Regions from separate parts of the Mus musculus genome. Here regions 1, 2, 3 and 5 are each linked to region 4. The links are chromatin contacts, called in public promoter capture Hi-C and targeted proximity ligation maps. All regions are on one chromosome and are shown on one strand. The core of a region is the stretch at or near the end of the contact, and the rest is flanking DNA. Distances in the headings are between cores, read along the strand shown. Region 1 holds the start of Tle4 (transducin-like enhancer of split 4). Region 2 has its middle 270 kb from the start of Tle4. Region 3 has its middle 150 kb from the start of Gm31331. Region 4 holds the start of Cep78 (centrosomal protein 78). Region 5 has its middle 73 kb from the start of Tle4.

What was found. Promoter capture Hi-C pulls out the DNA fragments that hold promoters and counts their contacts.
Region 1: a contact with region 4 is called in a promoter capture Hi-C map of pre-B cells, with 8 times the contacts expected there. A contact is called at or near these places in 7 of 39 promoter capture datasets (the 3T3-L1 cell line, the C10 cell line, the HPC-7 cell line and 3 more), 1 of 484 Hi-C or Micro-C datasets (large pre-B cells) and 12 of 130 datasets of targeted methods (SST interneurons, astrocytes, cardiomyocytes and 9 more).
Region 2: a promoter capture Hi-C map of second pharyngeal arch cranial neural crest shows a contact between it and region 4, with 3 times the contacts expected there. A contact is called at or near these places in 3 of 39 promoter capture datasets (the C10 cell line, hippocampal neurons and second pharyngeal arch cranial neural crest) and 2 of 130 datasets of targeted methods (astrocytes and pro-B cells).
Region 3: a promoter capture Hi-C map of hippocampal neurons shows a contact between it and region 4, with 7 times the contacts expected there. A contact is called at or near these places in 6 of 39 promoter capture datasets (the 3T3-L1 cell line, the C10 cell line, the HPC-7 cell line and 2 more) and 4 of 130 datasets of targeted methods (astrocytes, embryonic forebrain, forebrain and 1 more).
Region 5: a contact with region 4 is called in a targeted proximity ligation map of embryonic stem cells, with 4 times the contacts expected there. A contact is called at or near these places in 3 of 39 promoter capture datasets (HPC-7-derived erythroid cells, pre-B cells and second pharyngeal arch cranial neural crest) and 3 of 130 datasets of targeted methods (astrocytes, embryonic stem cells and pancreatic cancer cells).

The regions. Positions count from the first base shown.
Region 1 is chr19:14,596,844-14,599,543 of GRCm38.p6, forward strand. Tle4 (transducin-like enhancer of split 4) reads right to left here and starts at 1,340. Exons shown (of 20, transcript NM_011600.3): 1 at 525-1,340; 2 at 1-11. The coding sequence starts at 569.
Region 2 is chr19:14,870,055-14,872,754 of GRCm38.p6, forward strand. No RefSeq gene overlaps it. Among named protein-coding and RNA genes, the nearest start is that of Tle4, 270 kb to the left of the region's middle.
Region 3 is chr19:14,242,761-14,245,460 of GRCm38.p6, forward strand. No RefSeq gene overlaps it. Among named protein-coding and RNA genes, the nearest start is that of Gm31331, 150 kb to the left of the region's middle.
Region 4 is chr19:15,983,584-15,986,283 of GRCm38.p6, forward strand. Cep78 (centrosomal protein 78) reads right to left here and starts at 1,406. Exons shown (of 15, transcript NM_198019.2): 1 at 1,030-1,406. The coding sequence starts at 1,297. It overlaps C130060C02Rik (RIKEN cDNA C130060C02 gene), which reads left to right and starts at 1,492. Exons shown (of 3, transcript NR_045355.1): 1 at 1,492-1,709.
Region 5 is chr19:14,669,595-14,672,294 of GRCm38.p6, forward strand. No RefSeq gene overlaps it. Among named protein-coding and RNA genes, the nearest start is that of Tle4, 73 kb to the left of the region's middle.

The DNA.
Region 1 (2,700 bases), core at 90-2,589, 1.4 Mb before region 4:
TGATGCGGTGCCTAAAGAACAACAATAAAATATTTAATTAGCCCACATCGCAGGTGGGGGGTGGACAGCCCGCGGTCCGAGACGTGGGGGGGTTGGTCGCGCCGCTCCCGCCTCTCGCTCGCCTGCTGGGGTCCCGGTGCCTCCGGGCGGCCTCCCTCGGCTCAGCTTCTCAGCCTGGCTTCCGCCTCCCCCCGTCACCCCCCAAACCCCCGAGCCCCCGGCCCGGCTCTCCCATCCCTCCCTACCCGGAATCGAAAGTGGCCCGTCGGAGGCAGCCGCGCCATGGCGTCGAGCGGCCGTCAGCTAGCAGAGCGAGTCCGGCCTGTGGCCGCCGGCGCCCTCCACCCCGCAGACTCGCGCCGCCCGGCTCGCCCCCCTCGGGAGAGCCGCGCGGGCGGAGAGCGGCGGCGCGCTGCTTCCCGGGGCTTCAGAGACAACAATAAGAAAATGGCTACAAGTCGGTCGCCTCCCGCACCCTCGGAGCGGCCGGCCGCGGACAGGGCTGCGGGCGCGGCGCCACTCACCGGGTGGCGCGTCTGCGGGTACATCTTGCTCAGGTCGCGAATCATCCACGCCGCTTTAGTTGGCTGCGCCAGGCAGAGGCGCGCGGCTCATCCGCTTCGAGGGCCCCGCGGCGGCGTCCCGGGCCTGCGGGTCTCGCGTGACGCGGGCGGCAGGCAGGCGCGGCGGCTGGGCGCGGGCGGCCGGCTCCGCATTCCCCGCGGGCGTCACTGAGGGCGGCGGGCACCGTCCGTCCTGCGCCCGCCGAGCCCCGCGCCCGCCGAGCGCCGCCCGCCTGCTCGCGCCCCACTCCAAACTTTTTTTATTTGTCTTTTAATTGGCTGCTATTCCTCGGAATGAATGGTCGCTTCTTCCCTGAGAGCGAGCGCAAACTCCTTTGGTTCGGAAGAGGTCTCGCGGCGCTTGGGGGTTCTCTGGAGATTTTTTTTCACTTCACAGCAACGATCTTTTAAAAGGCACCTTTTAGCTTCTTTTACCACATTTCATTTCCTTTTCTTCCTTCCTGTTTTTTTAGCCCCAAATTGAAGGGGATTATAAAAATAAAAGAGCGAAACGCTTGCGGCTTTTTAAAATTCTCTTTCAAACTCTGCGAACACCACCTCAAAATAATACACGAGTGTGTAAGAGGGGGAAGAAGGCAGCCAACAGCCGAACGCCCGCTCGGAACAGCTCTAACAACGCGCTCTGTGTAGGTGACTTCTTTGACCAAATTTAGCAGCAGCTAATCATTAACATTCTGATACATATTCACGACCATCCGCGGAGGGCCCAAGGAGCATCCCGGGAGATGTAGTCCTCGCGCGGCTACTGTGGCCAAGGATGCCTCCAGATTGACTACAGTCTCCGGCTAGCCCCGCGCGCTCTCCGCGGCGCTCTCCAGGAGCCCCGCCCTCCCGCGGCGCGAGGGCGCCGCATCAACCAATCGGAGATGGCTGAACATTAATCGCGGTTCTGTGTTACTGCCCATCATTTCACCGCTGACAAATGGCAAGCCAGGAGGGCGGGGCCGGGCAGGCTAGGCCCACGTGGGGACAGGGCGTGGCGTGGAGCTCCGACCAATAACTGCAAAGAATTGGTGCTGGCGGAGGCGGGGCGCAGCGGCCCGCCCGGGGCGGAGCCTCGCCCTGGCCGCTGTTCCCTAGTGCGAGCGTTCGAACCGCGGAAACATTTGTTCAGCTGTCAATCAAAGTAACGTGGGGTGGCGAGCCGCGGCGGCTGCTGTCGCTGCTGCACTGGCTGCATCTTTAGAAGCAGGTTTCGGCGGCGATGGCGGTGAGACTGCAGGCCGGTCCGAAGACGCCCTCCGAGGCTCATCTCCCGTTCGACGCGGAGCCCAGGCCTGGCGACCGCGCGGGGGTGCGCACTAATTAGGGCCCGATGTCTCCGTAAAGAGACAAGCTCGGCCTTGTGCAACGCGCCGAAACCCCTGTTGAGACAAGAGAGGGAGGATCGCGCTGATCCCACTCCGTGCGGTTCACATCCATTTTACGCGCTGCTGGAGCCGGCATAATTTTCCGCGTGAGCGCGGACGCCGTCGGCCCGGTTTAGAGCCGCAGCCGGGAGGCGTGCACTGGGCCGGTCCCAGAGCTTCCCGGCCGGCAGACTCTTGACATTCCCTTTCTTTAGAGGCACCAGTCAACTTACTCCGGGGTTGAAAGAGGGTCCGAGTGTGGACCGTCGGGCCTTGGGCTTGTGATGGCCTACGGAAGAGGGTCAGAACCCGGGAGTGGCAGCCCGCCCGAGGCAGTTTTGAGACTTGGCGGGTGTTGGGAGCCTTAAGGCTGAGCTAAGGAACCTCTGACCCCTGGGCAATCAAAAGAATTCGGAAAAAGTCAAGCAGGATTGTAGCCAAGGCTGCTGTGTTTGGGACATTCATTTCTGAGTCCCACCTTAACTCGAAGTGCAGGCTAATACGGTGCTGTTGGTTCAACAAATGTGGGAAAAACGTTTTTCCTAATGATAGCGCTTTCCACGACAGAGGAACCGGTAGCTTAATGCCCAATTCAAGGCGTTCTGTGGGCCTCACTAGTACTGGCCACTGAGGACACCGAGGCAAAGAAAGACTGCAGTAGTCTTGCTAAAAATCCAGAACTGAGGCTCATACAATGCCTCCGTTCTGTAAATTTAATTTCCAAAATAAGAGGATGGAGGACTTGCCTCTGTCTCATACCCAATTAT
Region 2 (2,700 bases), core at 22-2,521, 1.1 Mb before region 4:
CTGCCTGCATTTTTGTCTTCTGCCCATGAGATGGTTTGTGCTGAAGGGAGATCAGTGACTCCTGTGACTTCCCTCCTACCTTCTCATCCCTGAAGTTCAATCTTTTATTCTTGCCCATTGAGACACTTTGCCAATCCTGTAGTTTTTCAAGTCTCTTTGATATTCAGATAATCTAATTTCTGGGTTTTTCAAATCCAACTAAATCTTAACCAAACTTCAACCTCTTATTCAAAAACCTCTCTCCTTTCTCAACTCCAGTCTCTACTCAGGCTCTGGAAAGAGCTGTGAGGAAAAGTATTGCTCTGTTGGTGCTTCTTTCTCTGGGGCTAAATCAACAAGAAGCAATAGGGGGCAGACCTCAGTGGCATTTGGCAGGGTGCTGGTTTATGCTTCTTAGCAATTGAATACCACTTAAGGCACATGTCCAAATTCCATGTGAAAGGGTTTAAAGTGTTCTTCATGTCTTTGTCCCTGACACTACTTCACCTCTGACTTTGATTCTCCTATCTCTCTGCCAAATCTCCCCTTATATTTCTGTTCCAAATTCTAACTCTGTGTGTGTGTGTGTGTGTGTCTGTCTGTCTGTCTGTCTGTCTTTCTCTCTGTCTCTCTGTGTCTTTTCCTCTCTCTCTGTCTCTTTCACATTTGTGGGACCCTAGGCAGAAGTATAAACAAAACTCCAAACTGCATAGTCAGCCCGTTTGACCATCCAAGTCAAGTTAAAAATGGTTTGATAAAACATGTTGTGTTCGCCATCCTTAAAACTAATGCCTTCATAAGAGCAGAGGATTTGAGAGTCTAAGGTCTAAGGCAGGAATCCTTCATGCCTTGGTCTAAGGAGCTCTACTGTCCTTGAGCATGGTCAACTCATACCCACATGCCTTTTCAGCCTTCAGTTTGCTCAGAGAGAAACTCACACTATTTCATACTCAAGCCTGGAAGGGTTGGCTGCTCCTAAGTGTCTGGTAGCTGTGTGGCTGGGGTTGTCGATAAGAAACCTGCCTCCCTTCAATCTGGTAGCTTACTTGCACCTTCAAGGAGAGCCTTTGCTACTCATGAAAATAGCTTGTCTTCACTACTGTGTCTGCAGTACTTTGAATATGCTTGGGACATGATAGGGACAGTCTAAATTTGTTGAATAACTGGAGCAGTAGAAAACATCCTGTTCTTCCCCTCCTGAGGAATTTCCTTAGACAACAGTATTCTGATGCCCATGCCTGCCCACCACACTGATTATTCTCCTCAATTCGTCCCTAGGCTCTCATTTGTGGTGATGAGCTATGAGTCATCAAGTCATTTAAAGCCACCTCTTAGCTCTGCATGGATGAGCAGTGGGAGGTACCAACTGCTTTCTTGGGCTTTAACTGGAATCTTAAGGCAACAGGAAATGCTTCATTTAACAAGTTCTGTGTGATTTGCCTGGTTCATGTCACTTTAGCTGCAGAGGGTAGATTTGAACCCAGCATTAACTGCTTTCAACGAGACAAACGTTCTCACTAGACCAGGCTGCACTGGAAACCATGGTAACAAGTCAGGCAGGGAGCCTGCCTATGGGAGCCTGCATCAGTGCAGTGCAAGTCTCTCTGCAGCCCAGGGCAGCGTGATTGCTGACTGCTCAGATCAAATCACTGGCTTAGTGACACACAACTGTTTCAGTATCTCATTTGGCGGCTGCTTTATGTTCACTGTCAGATGCTGGACTCAGGGGATTGGGGGAAGCGCCCCCAGCTTGTTTGAAAGTTCAGTCAGTGGTTGCACAGATGACTTGAGACCGTTTCTGTGATCAGCTGTTCTGTGATTTGCACAATTAGAACAGCTTTCTTGCCGGAAGCCTTTGAAGAACAATTACAAAAACAAATAGCAGTCACAGTAGCAGAAGTCATAGCAGCAGAAAGAAAAGAAAAAAAAAAGGAAAGAAGACAGACAGAAGTACCAAACAAGACAGATGCCCCTCCTCCACCCTGCCAGGACCATGCACATCCTTTTGTGGAAATGTTTTCATGCCAGGCCTCAAAGGGTCAACCTTATTAAGAAAAATAGCAGTTAGCTTCCTATGCAATTACCACAATACATTGTAAACCATTATTCTGTAATTTTTCAGAAATGAATAACTAGAAGAATTCTCTCTCTGGAAATCTATTAACATTTGGACAACAAAGCCAGCAGTGATGTGAAAGGCATGGCTGATTGGAATGGCATGGGGGCAGTCCCTTGCTCATCTGCCTTGCCTGGATGCTGGTCCCACAAACAGCAGCCTTTTCCCTGTCCTCTGATCCTGATGGTATCTTCTTTTCCTTTTTTTCTCCATGTTTTATTATCTAACTGTGCTTGAATGAGAACATTCTAGATCCTGGTAATCAACTCCCTAACACTACCGGGGTACATTATAATTTACCACATTAGAAAACAGCCTACCTCACTTTGTAGACAGGAGACTACAAGGGATTAAGAGGTCAAGACACAAAACAAACTGGAAAGCCATGTCAGAACGCTCTTCAGACCATCTTCTTTCATATAATTCCAACATGCGTCCTCTAGCTTCTCAGGTTACAGTGTGTCTCACCCAGAGTTTATTTGTAGTAAATAAACACAGAGAGCACATGTAGACGATAGAAAAATCAAAACATGGAAAGAAACGAGCAGAGTGGTGTCACCTAAAATCTCAGGGAGTACAAACATCTATTAGCATTTTCATGTCTG
Region 3 (2,700 bases), core at 36-2,535, 1.7 Mb before region 4:
AACAAAGCTTTATTGAACTCTGGTGGTGCTCTACAAATCCACTGGTAAGCACATGAAAAGGTAGGTTCCTCTAGCCCAATAGCACTCACAGCACAATTCTCATTGATTGACGCTGATTAAGCATATTTGATCAGACTATAAAAGTGTTTCCTAATTACCAATGACAAAGAAACCCCTTGAAAGGAAGCCATGATGAGAGGATCTGTGGGTAACAGCATAAATGTAATTGAGGAACCAAACCAACCCATGTTGTAAACACATAAACACAGTTATATCCTTCCTTACCAAGCCTGTGGCCATAAGGAAGCCACATCAGTTTATCCTCTGAGCAGCTGCTTGCAAGTTTCTGTCTTAAAAGCCTTTATGAAATTAGGAATCACAGTTCAAGGACCCAGCTCAGTAACTGACAGAATGGCCACTTTTGTCCCCTACCAGGCACTACTCTTCCTCAATGCACCTGACATGTTTATGCCCCAGGACATGTTAGTGTCCCCTAATACTAACTTACTACACTGTCCTGTGTTTAAAAGCTGTTCAATAATGCTTGAATGAGTAAGTGCTAGAATGAATGAACACAAGAATAAACTGCATGGTAATAATTCGTGCTTGCTAATTGTTACTTGAATTATTCACATTATAATTGAGTATAGAGAATAGAGTGTAGAGCACTAAGGCTCACTCTAGCAAAGAGGAAGCAGTCTTCCATAAGTCAAAGAGGAAAGAGGGCACAGAAAAGCAAATAGTGGAAACACAAGTTCAGTGTACGGCATCGTCTTCTTGACTAGGCATCTTCTGGTCCCTTGTGGATGATGACTGACCTTTCTGCCCTGCAGTCAGTATGGGCCCCCTATGCCTTGTTGCACTGACTCTGAGCCCCATGATTTCCTGAGCCCTGAGCAAGGCTCCTACGCATTAAATAAGAGCCCCCTGCGAGTGAGACAGGCTCTCATTTCTGCTGAAGGAAATGAATTCAGAAAGAAAATGATAATCTCCTGGGAGTAACACCCACACAGTCATCACTCAAGTGATCCCACGAGGCTCTGAACCCGACTGAACAGAGCTTCATAAAGCTTCCTTTCAAGGGGTTTCTTTGTCATTGGTAATTAGGAAACACTTTTATAGTCTGATCAAATATGCTCAATCTACGTCAATTTTGTACTTATTTTTAAACTAAACCCATTGTTTCCCTTTTTCTAATTTTCTTTTCTTTTTAACCTATGAATCTCTAATTTAATATCAGTTCCCCCTTCTAACTCCTTCCCACATCCTCTTTCTCACACGATAGCCCAGATGTCAATAACAATATTCCAAAACCATTTCTGAGTGACATCTTTATTCATTGTAATTTTTTTTCTTCCTCTTCTAAAAGAGTCTCAGGTCTGGACACTGTCTCAAGGCCTTGTTAGTTTTAATCATTCGATAGTCTCTTTACTCATTCTATTGATGGCTCCTGAGCAACTACTGTATGCCTGGCAGCATTCTGAGTAAGGTGGCACTCCAGCTTGTAGAACTTATCTTCTGATGAGAATACACAGCTCTCTCGAGAATACATTACAAAAATAAAGGCATGGGTAAAATTTGCTTTGGGGAGCCTGTCATCTCCCCCTTTCAACACATTTTTTGGTCTTCTGCTTATCCTTTACACCACCCACGGTCAAAATTTCTCTCTCCGTGGATTCCTACAGCTGCTCTATCCCCACTAGATCAGAGCTCCAGTAAGCAAGGTTAATCCACACTTAGAAATACCGTTACATTTAAACTAAATCAGTGTAGCCTGCATCCTAAAGCCTCTCAAATGAGGGTAAGTGTAGGGCAAGCCAGGAATTTGCAAAACCACAGGGAAAAGCCAGGGCTAGGGTGTCCAGCCTACCAGATGAGAAATGAGAATATAATAATAGAACTCAGAATATAAAATACAATAAAAATTTTAGATAAAATGAGTGGGGAGGAGTGAAGTTAACAGTTTTACACTCCCCCCAGAATGCTTAAGACCTGTGAGAGACAAAGACAAATGGGGACAGATGGGAGGGAGAGAGAGAGAGAGAGAGAGAGAGAGAATGGTGAGCTGGTGAGTGTGAAGCACAGTGGTCTGGATACTGTTCCATGGGGCCTGGATCTCTAGCCTTGGCATCCCAATGCTCTCCTGTAGAAACTTTCCCTGTTGATGAGAAAGCCACCTTTGCCCACTTCACTGGCCTAGGCCCATCTCTAGAACTCCTCTCATACTACACATCACTTTTCAGACATTGGGCCTTCCTTCTTCTTCCCAAATGCATTCACCTCATGCCACCCGCCCCAGTTTTGAACATACATACATACATACATACATACACACACACACACACACACACACACACACACAAAACACTAAAAATCTCTCCCCCCATTCTTCCCCTACCTTGGCCACCATGACTTAGTTTCACAAGATATTTTTGTTCTGGTCATTTGCTTTTTATCTAAATCAAAACATCTGGGTAGACTTGGAAACTGTGTGACTAAACAGGAAGAAGCTGTCTGCTATCTACTCTAAGGACCATTTTAATTCCCTATACAGTGTTTACTGGCACCTAAAATCATTGTAACTTAGTTATCTGTATAGTTGATGTCTGCCTTGCCCACCTAGATTGTAAGTTCCAGAAAAGCAGGGAACCTGCCTACTCTGTCTTCTGACACAAGCCTTCCTCCAAAGTATCAGGACTA
Region 4 (2,700 bases), core at 156-2,655:
CACATACGCCAATACTAAGATACACAAACACACAAATATGCAAATCAGTAAGGAACATATATATTGGATGGTAATTTTTTTTTTTTGGCTTCTGGGCGGGTGTTCATGAATGACCATAGAAGCACCACAAAGACTTGGCTGGGAGTTACAAAAATTCAAATGAAAGGAACTTGTAAATACGTTATCTGCAAATAACCAGAGTCAACTGTTTTACAACGGGTTCGTCAAAAATAATAGTTCCAGTCGGGCAGTGGTGGCGCACGCCTTCAATCCCAGCACTCGAGAGGCAGAGGCAGGCCAGACTCTGAGTTCAAGGCCAGCCTGGTCTACAGAGTGAGTTCCAAGATAGCCAGGGCTACACAGAGAAACCCTGTCTCTCAAATAAATAAATAAATAAATAAATAAATAAATAAATAAATAAATAAATAAATAAATAAAAGAAACAAATAATAATAGTCCCTTGGGCTGGAGAGATGGCTCAATGGTTGGACATACTTGCTGCTCTTGCAAAGGATGCGAGTTCGGTTCCCAGCATCCATATGGTGGTTCACATATGGACTCCGACCTCTTACCCCCTTTTCTGTACTCCGCAGGCACTGCACACACATAGTGCACATACACACGCGAAGGCAAAACCCTCAAATATTTTTCTAAAAATCAAAAAAGACGTCCCTGATTATTTTTTTGTTATACATTTTTTTCTTTCCATCTTTAACCTTCTCCTTTTCTGTATTAAACTTGCAATTACGAATGAAGGGAGATTGTACATTTAAACCCCTAAAAGAAGAGAGGGCAGGGACCATTTGCTAAATTATCACGCATATTCCCCTCGGGGTGCAGAGTTGGTCATCCTCGCTGTAATAAGGGGCAGTGTCGAGTTCTACTCCCTAGCTTGACTACTCCAGACAACGGACCGAGGCGGCAACCTGCAAGGGAGGCGGCGGCAAAAACTCCTTTGTGGCTAGGTGGAGGCCGCTTCGCAGGCTGATCCTGCACCGGGCTCCCACTTCTCCGACCAAACCCTCGCACCTCCGGACCGCAGAACTGTTTCCCCGAGCCACGGCTGGAAGGAGCTCTTGATGGCCACCAGCGGCAGGTCGCGGTTCACCCTGAGCGTGCTGAGCAGCGGTGCCCAGTCCACCGCGCGCAGCCGGTCGGCATTGAAGTCCAGCACGCCGTCCCGCAGGCAGGCGCGCACGGCGGGCAGCGGCACGGAGTCCTGCAGCGCGCACAGGTACTCGTAGTGCGAGAAGAAGTCGGCCGCGCAGTCGCGCCGGAGCTTCACCGAGTCGATCATGACCGGCAACCCCGGGGACCTCCACCAGCCGCCCCGCGCCGCCTCCCGCCACGCCTCGGGCGGTTAGCGCCCGCTCTGGGAGCCGCCGCCGCCGTTCTAGTCACCGGCGAGCTCCCGCGGGCGACGTGCGCATGCGTCGGCGCGCTCGCTGTGCGTCAGAGCGCGGGCCACGCCCACCCGGGCTCGCTACGTCCAACGCGCCATCAGCTGGAGGCGAGTAGATGCTCTGCAGTGAGCGCGCCTCTGGGTACCAAAAGTGAGGTGCAATGGAGTGACGACCTGAGAACCGGGCTTGACCTGAGAACTGAGAAGCGGGTTTAGCCTCGAGAAGACTGTTAGAAGCGCTCAACTGTTTATGCTTCCTCACCGAGAGAAGTCACAAGAAGAATTTCCCAACACGTATGCAAACCAGGTGGCTTCCTTCCTCTCTTCTTTGGGTTAGGCAAAGCTAGAGTTTAGCTTAGTATCCTCCATTGATGGTGGATATTTCTCTCCCTCTCTATCTCTCTATGTGTTGTTTGAGACAACGTTTCTCTGTATAACAGTCCTGGCTGTCCTGGAACTCACTTTGTAGACTAGGTTGGCCTCGAACTCTTACTAGTTTTCAATGTTAGTACTCTAAATAAACTCGAAGACGACTCCTGTATCACAGAGAGACCATAATTTCATTACGGTTTTATTATTAATGATTTTAACAGAGTTAGTAACATTGAGCATAATAGCTATGGAAAGTGAACTTGGGATTCACTCAGCAGTGGTTAAGTTGAGCTATTTTATTCCCTATGTCATGTTATTTAGTTATGCATTAAAATGAATTACTTTGAGCAGAAACAAAGTGAACTCTGGGTAATAAATACATCAGTCTGTTTTATTCTTTTTAAGGATTTATTTATGGGTACGTGCCTGTATGCTATCTGTGTGCAAGTGTCCAGAGTGACCAGAAGAAGGCATCAGATCCTCTGGAACTGGTGTTACAGGTGGTAGTGAGCCAGTCAGTGTAGGTGCTGGGAACCAGACTCAGAGCCTCTGAAAGAAGAGCTGTCTCTAGCCACCATTTCAGTTACATTTGTAAAAGATTTGCTTATATTTTTATTCAGTGTGTGTGTGTGTGTGTGTGAGTGACACGTGTACACAGTGCTTAGGGATATCAGAAAGGGGCGTCAGATGCCTTGGACCTGAAGTTATAGGCATTTGAGACATTTGTGACCCACCCACCATAGGTGCTGGGAATGGAACCCAGTCCTCTGGAAGGGCAGTTAAGTGCACCTAAGTGCTAAGCCATTTCTCTGAAATACTTTAAAGCACATTTATAAATTCCTGAGGTATGAGTTTGATTTTCTGTTTATAAGGCATACTATATTCAAGAGACATTATGAATGACAGGCTAAATGTCCACAGTTAAG
Region 5 (2,700 bases), core at 82-2,581, 1.3 Mb before region 4:
ACCAAACCAAACCAAACCAAACCAAAACAACAACAACAACAACAACAACAACAACAACAACAAAACCATTAGACCAGAGCAGGGCTGGTCTTTGCACCCTAACCTGTGTTAATCTGTGAATAGCTGAATGGGTATTTGAGTCCATTTTCCTCATTTGGAAGTTGAAAATAACACTACAAATAAAAATCACATCTAGAGCAGGGCGTGGTGGTGCACGCCTTTAATCCCAGCATTTGGGAGGCAGAGGCAGGTGGATTTCTGAGTTCGAGGCCAGCCTGGTCTACAAAGTAAGTTCCAGGACAGCCAGGACTATACAGAGAAACCCTGTCTCAAAAAAAAAAAAAAAAAAAAAAAAAAAATCACATCTATTTATTTTCCTTTAAAACCTACATTAAACAAGACAGGGCTTTAACCACCACTTTATGTGTAAGGGAAAAATCAGAGTTTATCTATTGTACCCAATGATACATGACCATACAGTGCTAGATTTTAGACAGATTCTCCCAGATTTGTAACCCAGACCCAGGCAAGGACATAGTGAAGACACTCAAGATGTCCTGTACATATGGAGAATGCCAACCTGTTGACCCATTTCAGAAGCACCCTCACCAGGATTTGGCCTGACATGTGAAAAGAGAGGGTGGTTTCAAAATAATGTCCTAAACATCCTTCTTTGAGGGCGTGAGGGAACGAGAGCCTTTGTGTTCCTTTAAATGTGCGAGTAATAAAGAATAAACAGAACAAGCCCTTGTGGTTTGTTTAGTTTTGAAATCATTCCAGTACAATTTGCAATAAAAACGGCTTTCATTTTTAAGTGATCAAAGCAGTGCACGATCCAGTCAGGTCAGCCACTGCACCAAGCTGGAGCCGTACAAACACGCAAGAGTGGCCCAGCACACCCGAGATGCTCCAAAGATCCCACGGCAGTTAAAAAAAATAAACACGTACAGAGACCATGGGCTGGAAGATGACTACCAGGCAAGCAAGCAGAATCTAAAAGTCTGCTGTCATTTACGGCTCTAGTTTTGATTATAATTAGGAAGAACAGTTTGAAATGTATTGCTTTCTCTCCCCTTCTCTCCTCTGGAATCTGCTCCCCCCCCCCCCCGCCCCGCCCTCCCCTAGAGGGCAGTTTGCTGCTGAGGAACCTAATTTTCTTTTAGTCATGGAGGCCTATTGTGGCCCTCTGAGGAAAGTCCTGCATATTCACAAAGCTTTCTGGCTTCTCTTGAGTCCATTTAGGTGTCAGCAGGGCAACTGGACTCAGCCAAAAGGTTAAACAGACCACCAAGAGCTCAGCTTTAAGCACTTTCTTTCTTAGTCACTCCAAACCCAATGGTTGCTGCCCCAGAGCAGGGATAATGGCCACAGTGTGCATGTCTGCCAAGTGCAAACACACAGTCCTACAAAGAAGAAAAGGAGAATGACCTTCTGTAAAACACAGAATTTTTAATCAGCCTTTCAGCCAGTTGCATTTGTGTGTTATGTACCCCTTTGCAAAACATTTCCATTCATTCCCACTCGGTAACCACGGAAGGTTGGGATCTAACAGGCAATTGTTTGAAGCAGATGGACGGGAAGGGCTATTTTAATGCACATAGCAGGAACCCCGATAATCACTGCTATCACCCACTTCCCTTCCTCTCCTCTTTGCAGTAGTAAAACAGACCTGGAGACAGCAGGCTGGTCGTTTGAAGTCATTGCACTCACATCTTTTAGTGGGTACCAACTCTGGGATATTTTCATCTGCAAATTTTTGAATCTTAAAATGATTCCCTGCCAATGCCGTCAAGGGGTTTCTTTATGGATGGATGTCCTTGGAAAGATAAGTAATAGGGCCTAGCCTTGATTTTCACCGTTTGACTGCTAAGGAAACTTGCTACAATGAGACTTACTTCTGTCTGAGTGCTCTTGTGAAGGGAGAGAGGGTGGTGAAGACCATAGAGTCTGGAGTCCCATCTGATTCTCTGTACTGCCACTTCCTGTTAGATTCATGACCCTTGGTATCTTGCTAAGGAAGCCCCGCTATGTCTCAGATTTCTCCTCTATAAAATAGAAAAATGAAGTCTACATTATAGGTGAAGGCTCAACTGAGGTAATTCAGAAGACAATTATCATAACACTATCTCCCTCTGGATCTGCAGGGCCTGATTTTGTGGGACTCAACCAATCTTGAATCAACAATGGCAAGAATTTGCTGTAAGACCTATTACAAGCTGTTCTTCATATCATCATTCTTTAAATACTGTATCATAGCAAAGACTGGCGTAATATCCCATTTGGTACTAGAAGTAATCTAGAGATAATCCAAAGCATGGGGAGATATACAAAAATATATGGAAAAGGTATACTATCTTGTAAACAGGGACTTGGGCATCCTTAGATTTTGGTATGTATGGGAGACATGGAGTCACATCCAATGTATTATTGTCTAAATGGAAAAATCAGCCAAGTACTAATGAAAGGTAGGATCTAGTGACAAAATTCTGTTGTTATTTTTAGTCATTACTAAGGAATCAGACTCAGTTATGGTGAGCCTTTCCAAGGATTTGGCCAGGTAAGCGTGGAAATCATGTTTTCACACGATGATGGTTCACTTATAATCTCATTCGTAACATCACTTCACCATGACATTTTATCCATGACAAACAGGAAATGCTTTCAAATGCAAACAGAGAAGCTGAACAAATGAGACCAAAA